Regions from separate parts of the Triticum aestivum genome. Here region 1 is linked to region 2. Evidence: chromatin contacts called from public Hi-C data. All regions are on one chromosome and are shown on one strand. Each heading gives the region's core, a stretch centred on a gene start, on an enhancer-like site or on the middle of the called end of the contact. The rest is flanking DNA. Distances are from core to core; before and after follow the strand shown.

Region 1 (7,234 bases), core at 684-3,183, 570 kb before region 2:
CTAGATAAAGGCTGCATGATAACCTAGAAGTAATCAAGCCTTCCAGCTTCATGACATTTGGATGATCAAGCCTTCTCAATATCTGTATCTCCCTTGCCATGAATCTAACACTCTCTGGCTCAAAATTGTCAAATCGCACCTTCTTCAGTGCGACAATCTTTCCAGTGTCGAGATCGCGCGCCCTAAATACACTGCTGTATGTGCCTTGCCCAACCTGGACAGATGTGTGTAATTGGAGAAATAAAGCGCATGTTAGAAACTGTACATCACAACAACAACAACAAAAACACAAAAGGACAATTTTATCATGTAACCTACAGCTTCAACCTACTTGCTGCAAATATACACCAGTACTACCAAATTAGCAGTCAGTGACTGCCATGTTACCAGCTTGACAATGACAGCATAGACTAATTGGTAGGAGGTGAATTTCCCACCAGCAAAGCATAACAACAACAGAGACAACTAAAACTTGTCATAGCTGACAGTAGGAGACACCAAATTCCCCATGTTACCTCCCTTCTGATCATTATTACCACAACACAATCCTAGTAGTAGTTTATTCTTCATGTCTTAATACATCACCCAGCAAAGCAGTACGGTACTATACCTATACTAACTGTAACACATAATATAAGATTCCATAAAGATGCCTACCAATCCAGACAAATAGCAAATCCAATAACCGTTTTCTTTCCAAGGATTCCCATGCATGAAAAAAAATTGCAATGGAAAATGACCTATTAAACTGAATCTGGCAGGAGAGCTGAAGCGAAAGCGGCACAGTACCTTCTCAAGCTTCTCAAAGGAGTCGGCTTTGAGAGGGATCCAGCCTTGGATGGCCTCCCCGGCAACGGCGCTGAGCCACGACGGCCACCCGGCGGCCACCTGCTCCCCCTCAAGGCTCCTCCGGAGGTTCCGCAGCCGGAAGCTCCGCGACGCGGCCGCCACGGCGACGACAGCCTTTCCCGTCTCCTCCGCGTCGTCCTTCTTCTCCACCAACCTCGCCGCCGCGGCTGCAGCAGCCGAGCTGCGCAGGGAGGAGGCGGAGACGGCAGCGGGCTCCAGCGCGCGGTCACGGAACACGCCGGACGAGTCGACTGCCGGAGTGATAGAGACGACGGCCTTCTTGGACGCGACGCAGCCCATCTCGGCGGCGCACTAGCAGGGTACCAGAAAACACGTCAAACCATGCACGGCGAGCTCCTCCCTCCCTCCGCTGTGAAGCTCCTCACTGCCGCATTGGATGGATAGAGGGGAACAGGAAGAATCAAGAGGAAACCGACCGAGCCCTTGCCGAAAGGCGTGGTGGTCACGGGGCAAGCACGGCAGGGGTGAAGAACAAGTCCGGATTGACCTGGGGAGTAATAAATGACGCTCGCCACCAGCAAACAGAAAGGAGACGAGACCCTGACGTCGCCCACCAGCTCCGCCGATTGGGACAGATCGAGAAAGCGGCCAGCCGCGGAACCGTGATCGGCAGGGAAGGAAGGAGGGTTTTGGGCGGCAGAGCACGGGACAGCCGTTGCCGCGAGGGGGAAAAGAAAGAAGAAAAGAGCTACGGCGACCTTTTCCGCGAACTCAGTGGGCGGGCGGGCGACGGATCAAGAAACCGCCGAAACAACCGATTGTCAGAGCAGCGCGGCAGCCAGAACCGCGGCACAGCCGGCAACCTTCCGCCGCCGCGTCGCCGGAATCGCAAGGAGATCAAGAAACGCCACGGGATTTATTTGGGGTGAGGGTGCAGAGGAAAGGAAAGCTCCCCGGGATGAGTGGCGCGGAGGACGGAGTAGTGGGGGCGGGTTCGCAGGTGGGAACGGGGGCTTTAAATGGTCCTTCCAACGCGAGGATGGACCGACGTGGTGGACTGGTGGTAGACGACGGCGCTTTTCTCCTCTGCTTTCTCGGGCCCGTGGTCGTCGCCTTGCCTTTCCCCCTCTGCTCTCTGCGTGCCCCCGCCGCCCTTCTTCTTGTAGTACCGGCGAGATTAGCGGAGCTAGACAGGGGCAGCATGAGCAACGACTGCATATTTTACGTCTTCAACCTTTGGGTTATGACAGCATTGGGTTTGGAACGACGGCCCCGCCGTACCGTACGTGCCGGTGCGATGCGCCGTGAGTGCCGAGCACGCCTGCGCGTCACGTTCGGTGGCGACCGGCCCGACCCGACACGGGCTGGTCCCTGGTTGCACTGCATGTACGCAAACTCTGCAACAACTAGGGTTCCCAGCTTCTACTAAAAGGCTTCCATTATTTCTCGGTAGCAACCTTAAAAATGGAGGCAAGAGCACTAGAGACCCACATACTTGCATTGTATGTGATGATTTAGTCCATAAATTTGTAAAAGGTGATCAATCCATCCCTAAACTTGCACTGCTTGGGATGATCTAGTCCACAGCCAATCAAGAGCGGACAAATGGCGCCTCGCTGGCCTCTGCGTGGCACAGCCGCTGACCTTGGCGATTTTGCAAAATCGCCCTTGACCTTTAGGGAAATCATAAGCGCGTACATAAGAGAAGCGTGATGAGGCACACCACTCGAGCACGCACACACGCATGCATCAGTCTCCTCTCAGGAGCAACGACGACCGTGCCACGCGTGCGCGAGCACATGGGAGAGCATATGAGAAATCATAAGTACGTACACAAGCAGGCCGCGGCAGAGCGGGCCGCCGGCACCGCATGACGCGAGGCGGCGGCCGCGATGACGACGTCCATGGTTCACCGTCGGTCGACCATCGATATCCTCGGCGCGGTGGCGCGAACTCCCGTGGCTGCTAGCTAGTTGTAGGTTGACGGGGAGCGTGTGCAGCTGCGCATGTACCATGGATCGATCTTTCTTAGCTAGATCGCTATATAGGTGGCTGAAACACGAACTGATCATAACAGCAGTTCGACCGAATTGCTAGCAAAAAAGAGGGGAGAGGTGTATAGTTAAGACATGGATCTCAAAACGTTGTTCTGCATGTTATTGCTGTGTATGATAAAGTGGATCATCAGCTCTACATAGTACTAGCTGGAGTATAGGATGGATAATCAATCAAGCTTTCGAGTGATCGAGGCTTGTTCTGGTCAAGTTAGTCTGAGCGTTTGTTCTTCATCTCAATGATATGATACCCTTCTTCAACCTGTGTGAACTAATCATCTTCTGCATCAAGACTAGACGCATCCTTTTCTGAGTTTATGTTACAAGAAGAATCTCTTGTTTTAAAAAAAAGGTTACAAGAAGAATCTTACAGGACCGGAACCATAGTAATTGACACCAATGATATTACACCAAGTATTTTTACATATTTTTTAAAAGACTTCAGAGTGCCTTTATGCCTTGTAGGCTCTCATACATGTTCGCAGTGAGACTTTTTTTAAAACAAAACTGCATAAATGTTTACATAAAAGCATCCATGATGTCCTCTCTGGACTGTAGATTTTTCACAAGACTTCAGTTCTTGGAAAGAAATTTTCTACCAGGATTTTCTTAATCATAGTGTGCACGGAAATTCCTGGAAATCAATCATTTTCATTCGCTTTGGATGGAAGTTGTTTCTATTTTTTGTCTTTACTACTGTCGTATCCAAATGGCTACTCTATAACTTTGTTATGTTTTGCGCTTCATTCCAGTCAGGCCGAATGCGCTAGGGAACATCTTACATGGGTTAACTGCTCCGATCTCATAGATCATATCACTGAAACAACACATCTTTTCATCTCACTTTTAGTTCTTATTACAAAGGAAAATCCTAAGGTGGAACTTTTTTTCTTGATTTGCGCCTATCAGCATCTCAATTGGAAAACAGACTGACTGTCCTACTTTCCCTTTTGTACAAGAACAAGTGGCATTAACTATGGACGCCACCCAAGCGCGCCTATTGGCAAACTTTTTCCCTGAGACAAAATCAAAATTTGCAAACCAATCATGCAACATCCACATTCAGCCACTTAACATATTCCTGGAACTGGCTTTAGTGCCACATGTACGCGCGCATGATTTCCCTAAAGGTCAAGATTTTTTTGCAAAAACGCCAAAGCTAGCGGCTGTGCCACACAGAGGCCAATGAGGCGCCATTTGTCCGCTCTTGATTGGTTGTGGACTAGATCATCCCAAGCAGTGCAAGTTTAGGGATGAGTTGATCACCTTTTGCAAGTTTGTGGACTAAATCATCACATACAATACAAGTTTGTGGGTCTCTAGTGCTCTTACCTCTTAAAAATGCTCCACTCCATTAATTATGGCTATATCAGCGATTTGCCAGTACTCCTACTCCTAATGTACTACGTACTCTCGAGTAGATTGCTGTCCTGGATCAAAGGACGAGCCAAACATGTGCGGCTCCTCTTTACCCCTCTAGTGTTTTCGCCGGAGAACATTTCTTTCCCCGACGTGACGAGCGGCACGTCCGTGGTCTCCACCCCCTCGGCCCGAGCGGGCCGATTCTCTCGTCGTCGTCGGAGTTCGTCCTGTGTGTGAAAGGGACGCGAGCTCGGCGACCCAGCTCTGCCTGCTGCCGGACACGGGTCCATGTGCGCGACCGAGACGGCAGACGGTTTAGTCAAAGTAACCGTGCGTGCTCGCAAAGCTGCGAGCGATTTCTGACGATCCGGTCCACGGACAATTACTACGCGGCGAGACTTTGCGCCCACCTCTGTTTTGTCCCCATGCGATCTACGTTGACTCCGGTTCCTGCGTGTTTCTGCTCTTCTACCAACTAGAGAGACATGCTTCCCCTAAAATAAATAAACGAGTCATGCTGCTCGTGGTTTGGACCTAAAGTATATGCTGGCCTGTTCGGTCGGGTAGGGTATACACCACCATTTGCCCTGAATATTGCTCGTGCTTCAATTGGTAAAAGGTAAAAGGTAAAAGGTACTACTACACCGTCCGATTACAGATAAGTACAACCTCTAACAAAATGTAAGACATTTCTTTAGCCAGCTACATAAAAAACGTCTTATATTTCGCTGCAGAGGGGTATAATATATTCTACTTCCTCCATCTCATAATGTAAGAATTTTTTTGACACTATACTAATGTCAAAAAACGTCTAACATTATCATTATAGGACGGAGGGAGTAGCTTTTTTTAATCTGTTATACATAGACATGGGTTAGCGTGCTTGTTCACTACTTTCAGTCCATATATATATTTCATATTGAAATATCCAAAACTTCTTATATTTGTGGACGTAGGGAATATATACAATACGGAAATGGTAGCTACAGGATGTCCGTAAATTTTAGAGAAAGTTTTCTCGGAGCTACTTTTGTTAGGTCACGTAAATTTCTTCCCTAAATATTTTTTTATATTTTACTTTTCATTAAACAAAACTAGATGATAGTCTAGGGCCCGCCAGTCAGTGACACACGTGGCGTCCTCCAAAGAGGGTAGCGCAAGGCAGTGCGGTGGCCGCCAGCGAGAGGCGGTGTGGTGACGCGGCGCAGCATGACGGCATCGGTGGCGCGGCGTGGCCGTGGGCGACAGCAAGGGAAGCGAGGCGGGCAGTGGCAGCGCAGCTGTATTCCGGCGGGGCAGTAGTGTCGCGTCGATAAGTTTCAGGCGGTTTCTAGCCCGTCAAAAGTTTACAGGAAAGAAAACTTCCTCTAAACTAGAGGCAGATGCAGCCAAGTTTTCAAGATCCTCTAAATTCATTTCATGTTTACAGAATGTGTTGGAGACGATTTTTGCCTATATTTTCCCTAAACGGTAGTTTTTATGGATATGGGACCGTTGGAGATGCTCCTACCACTTACTTGTGCTTCGTTATCTTTCTCAAGGACCATAATAAAGATAAAAGAAAGATCCTCTCGTTTTCTACAACCAAGAGCCAGAGAACACAGAAGAGGATTTGTAGCACCGGGGTGCTTCACCCCCTATATGAATATTAAGTTCAAAACATACCCGGAAATTTGAAAAAAAAGGAAATTTGGATATCAAACTTCGGTGTCCAATCTACTTTCGTGTGAAATTTTGTGAAAAAATACAAGAAAGCATATCCATGGAAAAAAGACAGAAAAATCCTGTATGTAGGAAAAAAACTCTTTGGATGGATTTAGTTCAAATTGTATTTCCGTTGCCAGATACGTTTCGTGGTATTTTTTCATGAAACTTCACAGGGGAGTAGATTAGGCACCCAGGTTCGATATCCACAAATTCCGGATTTTTTTGGTATTTTAAATCTAATATTCATGTAGGGGTGTGGAGCACCTAGGAGCTCCTGGGTACTTCCCTGGAGAATACTCATCAAAGCGTACATTTCAACTCCGAGATGCTTGCACCAGTCCATAGATGGATCGCTATAGCTTGCACACTTTGTTAGCACATTTAGGATCAACAAAACGTTCTGGTTGCATCATATACAACTCTTCTTTAAGAAATCCATTAAGGAATGCAATTTTGATGTCCATTTGCCAGATTTCATAATCATAAAATGCGGCAATTGCTAACATGATTCAAACAGACTTAAGCATCACTACGGGTGAGAAAGTCTCATCGTAGTCAACCCCTTGAACTTGTCAAAAACCTTTTGAGACAAGTCGTGCTTTGTAGACAGTAACATTACCATCAGCGTCAGTCTTCTTCTTAAAGATCCATTTATTTTCTATGGCTTGCCGATCATCGGGCAAATCCATCAAAGTCCACACTTTGTTCTCATACATGGATCATATCTCAGATTTCATGGCCTCAAGCCATCTGTCGGAATCTGGGCTCATCATAGTTTCTTAATAGTTCGTAGGTTCGCCTTGGTATAGTAACATGACTTCCAGAACAGGATTACCATACCACTCTGGTGCGGATCGTGCCCTGGTCGACCTACGAGGTTCTGTAGTAACTTGATCTGAAGTTTCATAATCATTATCATTTGCTTCCTCTCTGATTGGTGTAGGCATCATGGGAACGGTTTTCTGTGATGTGCTACTTTCCAATTCGAGAGAAGGTACAATTATCTCATCAAGTTCAACTTTCCTCCCACTCACTTCTTTCGAGAGAAACTCGTTCTCTAAAAAGGACTCAAACTTACAACAAAGATCTTGCCTTCGGATATATGGTAGAAGGTGTACCCAATAGTTTCTTTAGGGTATCCTATGAAGACGCACTTCTCCGATTTGGGTTCGAGCTTATCTGGCTGAAGCCTTTTGACATAAGTATCGCATCCCCAAACTTTAAGAAATGACAGCTTAGGTTTCTTACCAAACCATAGTTCATATGATGTTGTCTCAATGGATTTAGATGGTGCCCTATTT
Region 2 (7,222 bases), core at 3,576-6,075:
TGGGAGTGACTTTTGCAAATGGTACCCCTTAATTAGTGATTTTGGCCTTTTCAGTTTTTTATTCATTGGAAAAGTTTGAGATTTCAAAAAGTTCTGAATTTCAGAATATGTTTCACAATTCAAAAAAAATCATGAGTTTGAAAAATGTTTATGGATTTTCAACAGATGTTCTTGAATTTCAAAAAGTGCAATAATTTCAAAAATGTTTGTGAATTTGAAAAAATGTTTTGAATATTAAAAACGTTTGTGAAGTTGAAAAATGTTCCTGGATGTCAAAAATTCATGAATTTGATAAATGCTCTCAATTGAAAATATGTTCATAATTTGAGAAATATTCCTGGATTTCAAAATATGTTTCACGAATTTGGGAGAAATATTCCAAATTTCATAAAAGCTCATGAATTTGAAAAATATTCTCGGATTTCAAAAAAGTTCTTGAATTTGAAAAATATTCTGAATTCATAATTTTTCAGTATTTTGAGAAATGTACCTGGATTAAAAAATTGATCAAGAATTTGAAAAATGTTCCAGATTTCAAAAAATAATTTTGAATTTTAAAAGATATTCCGACTTTCAAAAATTGTGCGCATTTGAATATTGTTCTCGTATTTCAGAAAGCAAAAAAGAAAAGTCAGAAAAGAAAACCGGTTAACCTTCCCTTAACCAGAAGGCGGGTCTCCCGAAAAAAATCTACCGCGGTTCTACTTCGCAGCATGCGACACAAAGCGAATAAGTGGGCCCGTCCAGAATTAATGCAAGCGGCGAGAGTTATGGGTTTGGTGGCTATCCGCCGGCCTCGCGAGAAATAGGATTCACCGCCTGGTTGTGACAGAGAATTCTCCCAAAAGCTTAATCCTATGAACAATATAACTACTAGGATTCCCTAAAAAGAAGAATGTAACTGCTAGGATTGGAGGAACGGCTGAGACAACTATAGTTCAGTCCAAGATCCACGATTGCAGGTGGCAACAGTTTTCGTGGACGTGGAAGATGTTGACAAGGAAAGAAGAAAGATACCCGTTCAGAACACAACCTGTATTTCATTTTATTTTCTTGTCGATAATGTGCCAGGGCAGAGCAGAAATTACAGCAATCACATAGATTTCAATGAATCTGTTAAATGACTTCCAGTATACATACAGATTAGTTTTTAGAAGCACGACTTTTTTAATCAGTGTCAGTTATAGTAACATCTTAACAAACTATACTTCAAATTGCAGTTGGGTTAACATGCAATCATTGCCTTGTGCTGTTTAACTGAAATAGCCAAGTTTTCAACAGACAAAGTATGTGCACCTGACACGCAGTCATGCTGGTCCAACTGGAAGGTTTTTACCAACAATGGACCACCCATCATGTTCAACAGTTACAATTTCTGCATATGCAAGAGTTATTACTGGAGTGGGGAATATACAGCAAACAGAGCATGAGCAATAACAGCCCGTCACCGAAGAACCAATCGAATTGTGTTTCTTTCTTTCTTTCGCGAGCCACCACCGTGGTCGGTAAAGAAGACACGGGGACCAAACTAGAAGGCGAGATCGTTCAGAATGGCTGTTCCATATTTTCTCTTTTCCGAGCTACTGCAGAAGCTTGCAGCTGATTGTTCTGAATAAGTCTGCTCTTTGCAGTGGTGTTGACCTGTGGCTTGGCTTCTGTTCCTAGACTCAGGCACGTCATGCGTATGCTTCCCTTCGTATGTAGTTATCACAGCATGTGGTTCCTCGGAAGATCTCTCGATATGCTTCTTGACGTCGCATCCTTGGTAAGTGCACTTGTAATAGCTCCTACATGGACAGAGTAGGCACTCAGGTTCATGGACTCTTTTTCTGGAACTCAAAAACGTTATGGAGATATGGTTTTTCAATTTGGAATAAATTGTCTGTGCCAGCTGGGTCTTGTGAAAAATAACAGAAGATACACAGACAATTGATAAGCATGCACATTATTCATCACCACACTTTTTTCAGAATAAAAGAAGAAATGTATTCCTTGTTTCACCAACTATGTGTGTAACAGTCAAATGTGTACTCATTCAAATAAACCAGAGCAGCAGTTACAAAATATACTTAGATCAGCAGGAGGATCTTCATATCAGTTGAATTATAAGATAAGCAAGGCATGAATTCTTTGCCAAATAATTCCAAAGCCAATTCTATGTAGGATGGATATTGGCTGTCATTAACAAGCAGTATTAGCCTATCATGCTTTTTAAGCTTGTCAGATGTATATTTCTCTTGAATGCAAATTTAAAGCCTTTTCCATGCATTGCTGCAAGACAAATGTCCCATGCGTGTGCAAGTGCAAGTGAGCCATGTGGAGTTGTCAATAACATCATGTTGATGCCAACAAAGTCAATAACAACATCAAGTTGATGCCAACAAACTTCATAGGCTCCAACATTAACCAATTAGTATTCAAGGCAGTTATCACATATATAATTGTAAATATGACACATTTTCTAAGATAAAATGGTAAAGAAAAAACTTCAAAGATTCAACAATAAAATGAGATGATGGGCTTACCTTGGGTGAGGATTTCCTCTCACCACTTTCTGTCCATACTTGCGCCACCTATAGCCGTCGTCCAAAAGATCAACATCGCTCGTTGTACTCACGATAATCTTTTGACCTGGTGCATTCCTGCCTCACGGAAATAATAACAGTAAGCTTAAAGATGCTAATTAGGAAGTCTGGATGAACTTAGCAAAGTTCCAAGTAAGGAATTTATGTTCAGCTGTAGGAAATACCTTTCATTTGCATCGGCATCACCATCATCTCCATCAACAGTTCTTATTTCACCATCACCTTCCCGGATATCACTTAAACTAGATAATTGCTCATCCCCCTCTTCCTTCGTTGGCAATAAAACATCCGTCATCATTCCATTTGGCGTTATAGGTTTTCCATAATAACCTTGACAACCTAATTGTGATTTAGTTGAAGGCTCCTTGGCATCATTGAAATCATTTAACTCATTCAATAAATCACCACAATCTTTAAACCTCTTTGAGGGGGGTTCATGGCAGTGCTGACCTCTATAAATTATTTTAATAATTCGTCCATCTGCAGAGTGCTCTACATTTTTCCTGACCGGGCAATTCAGGGTACATTTGTAATAGCTCCTTGGATACTTCCCACCCTTGACTGCCTTTTGTCCATACTTACGCCAGTTGTATCCATCATCAGCAGGTCTATCCAGAGTGATGGATGAACCTTGGAGTGCTTCCAGAACTCCAGTTGATCCAGTGTTGATACTGTCCAGAGTGGTGGATGAATCTTGGAGCACTTGTAAAACTCCAGTTGGTCCAGTGTTGACACTACCACTACCAGTGTGTGATGGCAAAGTCTGTCCCTGCATTGATGCCGCGCCTACGGAAGAACTGACATGCTGAGGTGTCAGCACTGAAGTTGCCAATGAGAAAGAAGAAGAGTTGTCCACTTGATCAAGTATACTGTATTTAGAAAAAGCTAGTTGAGGTCCAATCTTGTGATGCAATCCCGCCCCTTGTTTTTCCCGCAACTCTTTCTTTTGAGCTACTTGTGCTGCCAGCTGTGCTAGGTCTTGTTCATGGAACACATCAAAGTTGTCCTGCAAACGAAGAAAATATAAATACCAGTTATAATAGAACATACTATTGCAATAGTAACTAAAAAACCATATAAAGCAACTCAGAAAACACAGTGCAATAGTAACGAAACCATGTAAATGAATTCAACAAAAACATACCGGTTTTAACAAAACATAGTACAACAGTAACAAAACATAGCATAGGAAAAGTGGACATCGACGTGGTATCAACAAATTTTGACGTAAAGGAATCAAGGGCAAGCACCATGGTTTCTAATATTATTGAAGGGAAACCATCAGGCTCCTTAACGCTTTCAAAATGGAAGACGAAGGTGCCACCATTAACGCTCTAACTACACCGACCACAAATCTACTCCACCATCTCAAGAAACATCAGGTTCTTGGAAAGATCGCCCGCCCACTGCCTGTCCTTGTCGATTGCGATGTTTACTTATCTATAACTCGACCTGTTAGCACGTGAATTTTTTTGGGGCGCCCAGCACATCAATGTGCAGCTGTCGGCAAGGCAGAAGGCACACATCGGCGACCTTGACAGTTACCAATCCACGGGCCGAGGCCGACCCGCGATTAACTTGACGCACGTGCAATGCAGGCCATTCGTCCCTGGAGAAGCTGGTCCCCTTCCGGCTGGGGCGTCCAGGGCCAATAATTCCAAGGAGCACGGGCCACAGGGCGCGGAAATTCCGATCCCGCGGCCTAAAAATAGCAATGCGGAGGGAGCTGGATTGGCAACAGAAACAACAGAAGGAAAATCTACCCTGTTCATGCCGATTCAGTATCTGTACTGCTACTGGTATAATTACTACTAATTGGTACGTCGAGCTATGTCAGATACAGTAGTTACGTGCTGTTAATCAATCAAACAGGACAGCAGCAGCGAGCGTGCGATTAGGGGGAGGAAGCTGAGATGAGATCGGTCGTCGGTACCTGGGGGTACCCGAGGAGCGCGGTGCCGCAGAGCGGCGGAGGGGAAGGGAGCTGCGCGAGGGATCCACCGAAGAAGCCCAGCGCCGAGGCGGCCGGCGACGGCTGGTCGTCGGGGAAGAGGCTGTCGAGCGCGGGCGGGGCCCAGAGGCCGCCGCCGTCGCCGATGCCTGACCACTGCCCCGCCGCCATGGGTGAGTAGAGTACGCGCGCGTCGGCGACGAGCGCGTGGGCTGGAGGGAGGGAGGGATGCTTTCTGCTGTCAGATTGGTTGCCAAGTGGGACGCTCGGTATTTATTCCCCCGGACGGGAGTGCGAGTGGGCGAGGCAACAAAAATCGCAATGAGGGCGCTGAATGATTGGTGGCTCGTGCCACGTCGTCCAAGCGGAGGCGAAGCCCCGCGGAAGGAAAAACCCGGATATTTTCCGAAACCGTAACGGAGATATTTGTCCACCCCTTCTAAACATGGTAAGCCGAACCAACAGACCGAACCCAAATATCTGTGTGTAACTTTGGGGCGCAAATTTAAGTGCAAATGCGTCGACACGGACACGAAGCGGACATGATTTGGTTTGTGTCGGCGCGTTGAGCCTCCTCTTTTGTCCGCGCCGACCCAAACGAACAGCGGCAGACGAAATGGATCGCTCCATTGGAGTTGCTCTTATAGTTCAAGTATTTTACGCAGTGCTTTCTCCCACACAGCCGGCGGCCACCAGCCTTGCGCCGTGCTCCGCTCCGGGACCGGCAGCCACCCCACCCCACCCCTTCCCCCGCCGCCTCGCCATGGCTTCGCGGGTTTCTCTGTCCGGCTCATCCTCGTCGGAGCTTTCCTCCCCTACTTCCTCGCCGGCGCCGCGTCTGGAGCATGCTCTGCCCGTCCTGCCGTCCCCCCCGCCCCCAGCTCAGATCCATCGTCGTGACGCCGGTTGTGGGCACGGCCTTCGGTCCGCTGGTCCAGGGCGGGGCTGCAGGTCCTTCTCATTCACCCCAGGTGGAGGCGGTTTGGATGATAGGAGCCGCCGGCCGAGAGGGCCGCCTGCTCGCCCTGCCTTCCCACAGAGGCGCCGCCATGCTCAGCGCGTGTTGGCTGCGCCCCGTTCGCCGCCGGAGTCCAGGATGCCGGCGGAGCTTTTTGGCTGCTGCTACAACTGTGGCAAGGATGATGGCCACATCTCGGCGGAGTGCCGGAACCCCAGCTTCTGTGTTCGGTGCCGGGGGGAAGGGTGTAACGCCCCGGATCCGATGCGCCAGGTGTCTGCTAGTTATTTACTGTCATTGCCATGTCATTTGCTTGCGTGTTGCATTTTATCATGTCATCATGTGCATTGCATTGCATACGTGTTCGTCTCATGCATCCGAGCCTTTTCCCCGTTGTTCGTTTTGCAATCCGGCTCTCCTATGCCCTACGGCGTTCCCCTTTCGTCTCTCGTTGTGTGCAGGTGTTAAACTTTTTCGGAATGGCCCGAGGCTTGCCAAGTGGCCTTGTTATAGCACCGGTAGACCGCCTGTCAAGTTTCGTGCCATTTGAAGGTCGTTTGATACTCCAACGGTTAACCGGGTAACTGCAAAGGCCTCTTTTGTGTTGCAGCCCAACACCCCTCCAAAGTGGCCCAAAAACCCAGCAAACTCCCCTCCATGCTCTCGGTCGTTCGATCACGATCGCGTGGCCGAAAACCGCTCCTCATTTGGACACTCCTAGCTCCCTCTACCTATATATTTGTGCCCCTCCCGGATTTTCACGCAGATGAAACCCTACCCCTTTTTCCCCACCGCGCCACCGGACAAAAATCCCCGCCACCGGACATGTCCACCGCCGCCGCCACATCACCCGGACCAATCACGATGTGCCACCTCAGCTCCGCCGCCTCCCGCTGAAGGAAATACGCCCTAGAGGCAATAATAAAGTTATTATTTATTTCCTTATTTCATGATAAATGTTTATTATTCATGCTAGAATTGTATTAACCGGAAACATGATACATGTGTGAATACATAGACAAACATATAGTCACTAGTATGCCTCTACTTGACTAGCTCATTAATCAAAGATGGTTATGTTTCCTAACCATAGACATGTGTTGTCATTTGATTAATGGGATCACATCATTAGGAGAATAATGTGATTGACATGACCCATTCCATTAGCCTAGCACTTGATCGTTTAGTATGTTGCTATTGATTTCTTCATGACTTATACATGTTCCTGTAACTATGAGATTATGCAACTCCCGTTTACTGGAGGAACACTTTGGGTACTACCAAACGTCACAATGTAACTGGGTGATTATAAAGGAGTACTACAGGTGTCTCCTGTTGGAAATATGCCCTAGAGGCAATAATAAAAGTGTTATTATTATATTTCTTTGTCCATGATAATAGTCTTTTATTCATGCTATAACTGTATTATCCGGAAATCGTAATACACGTGTGAATACATAGACCACAATATGTCCCTAGTGAGCCTCTAGTTGACTAGCTCGTTGTGATCAACAGATAGTCATGGTTTCCTGGCTATGGACATTGGATGTCGTTGATAACGGGATCACATCATTAGGAGAATGATGTGATGGACAAGACCCAATCCTAAGCATAGCACAAAGGTCGGTTAGTTCGTTTGCTAGAGCTTTTCCAATGTCAAGTATCTCTTCCTTAGACCATGAGATCGTGTAACTCCCGGATACCGTAGGAGTGCTTTGGGTGTACCAA

Evidence for each region. Hi-C and Micro-C count contacts between places; a contact is called where the count stands out from the background.
Region 1: a contact with region 2 is called in a Hi-C map of leaf, with 3 times the contacts expected there. The contact joins the promoter of LOC123044340 here to the promoter of LOC100192141 in region 2. A contact is called at or near these places in 3 of 5 Hi-C or Micro-C datasets (leaf and root) and 1 of 1 datasets of contacts at active chromatin or transcription factors (leaf).

What each region holds. Positions count from the first base shown.
Region 1 is chr2B:199,664,319-199,671,552 of IWGSC CS RefSeq v2.1, reverse strand. It overlaps LOC123044340 (protein IMPAIRED IN BABA-INDUCED STERILITY 1), which reads right to left and starts at 1,933. Exons shown (of 9, transcript XM_044467065.1): 1 at 790-1,933; 2 at 1-214. The coding sequence starts at 1,149.
Region 2 is chr2B:199,099,570-199,106,791 of IWGSC CS RefSeq v2.1, reverse strand. LOC100192141 (probable WRKY transcription factor 3) reads right to left here and starts at 4,825. Exons shown (of 4, transcript XM_044467063.1): 1 at 4,519-4,825; 2 at 2,750-3,591; 3 at 2,526-2,642; 4 at 1,240-1,787. The coding sequence starts at 4,707. The coding sequence ends at 1,529.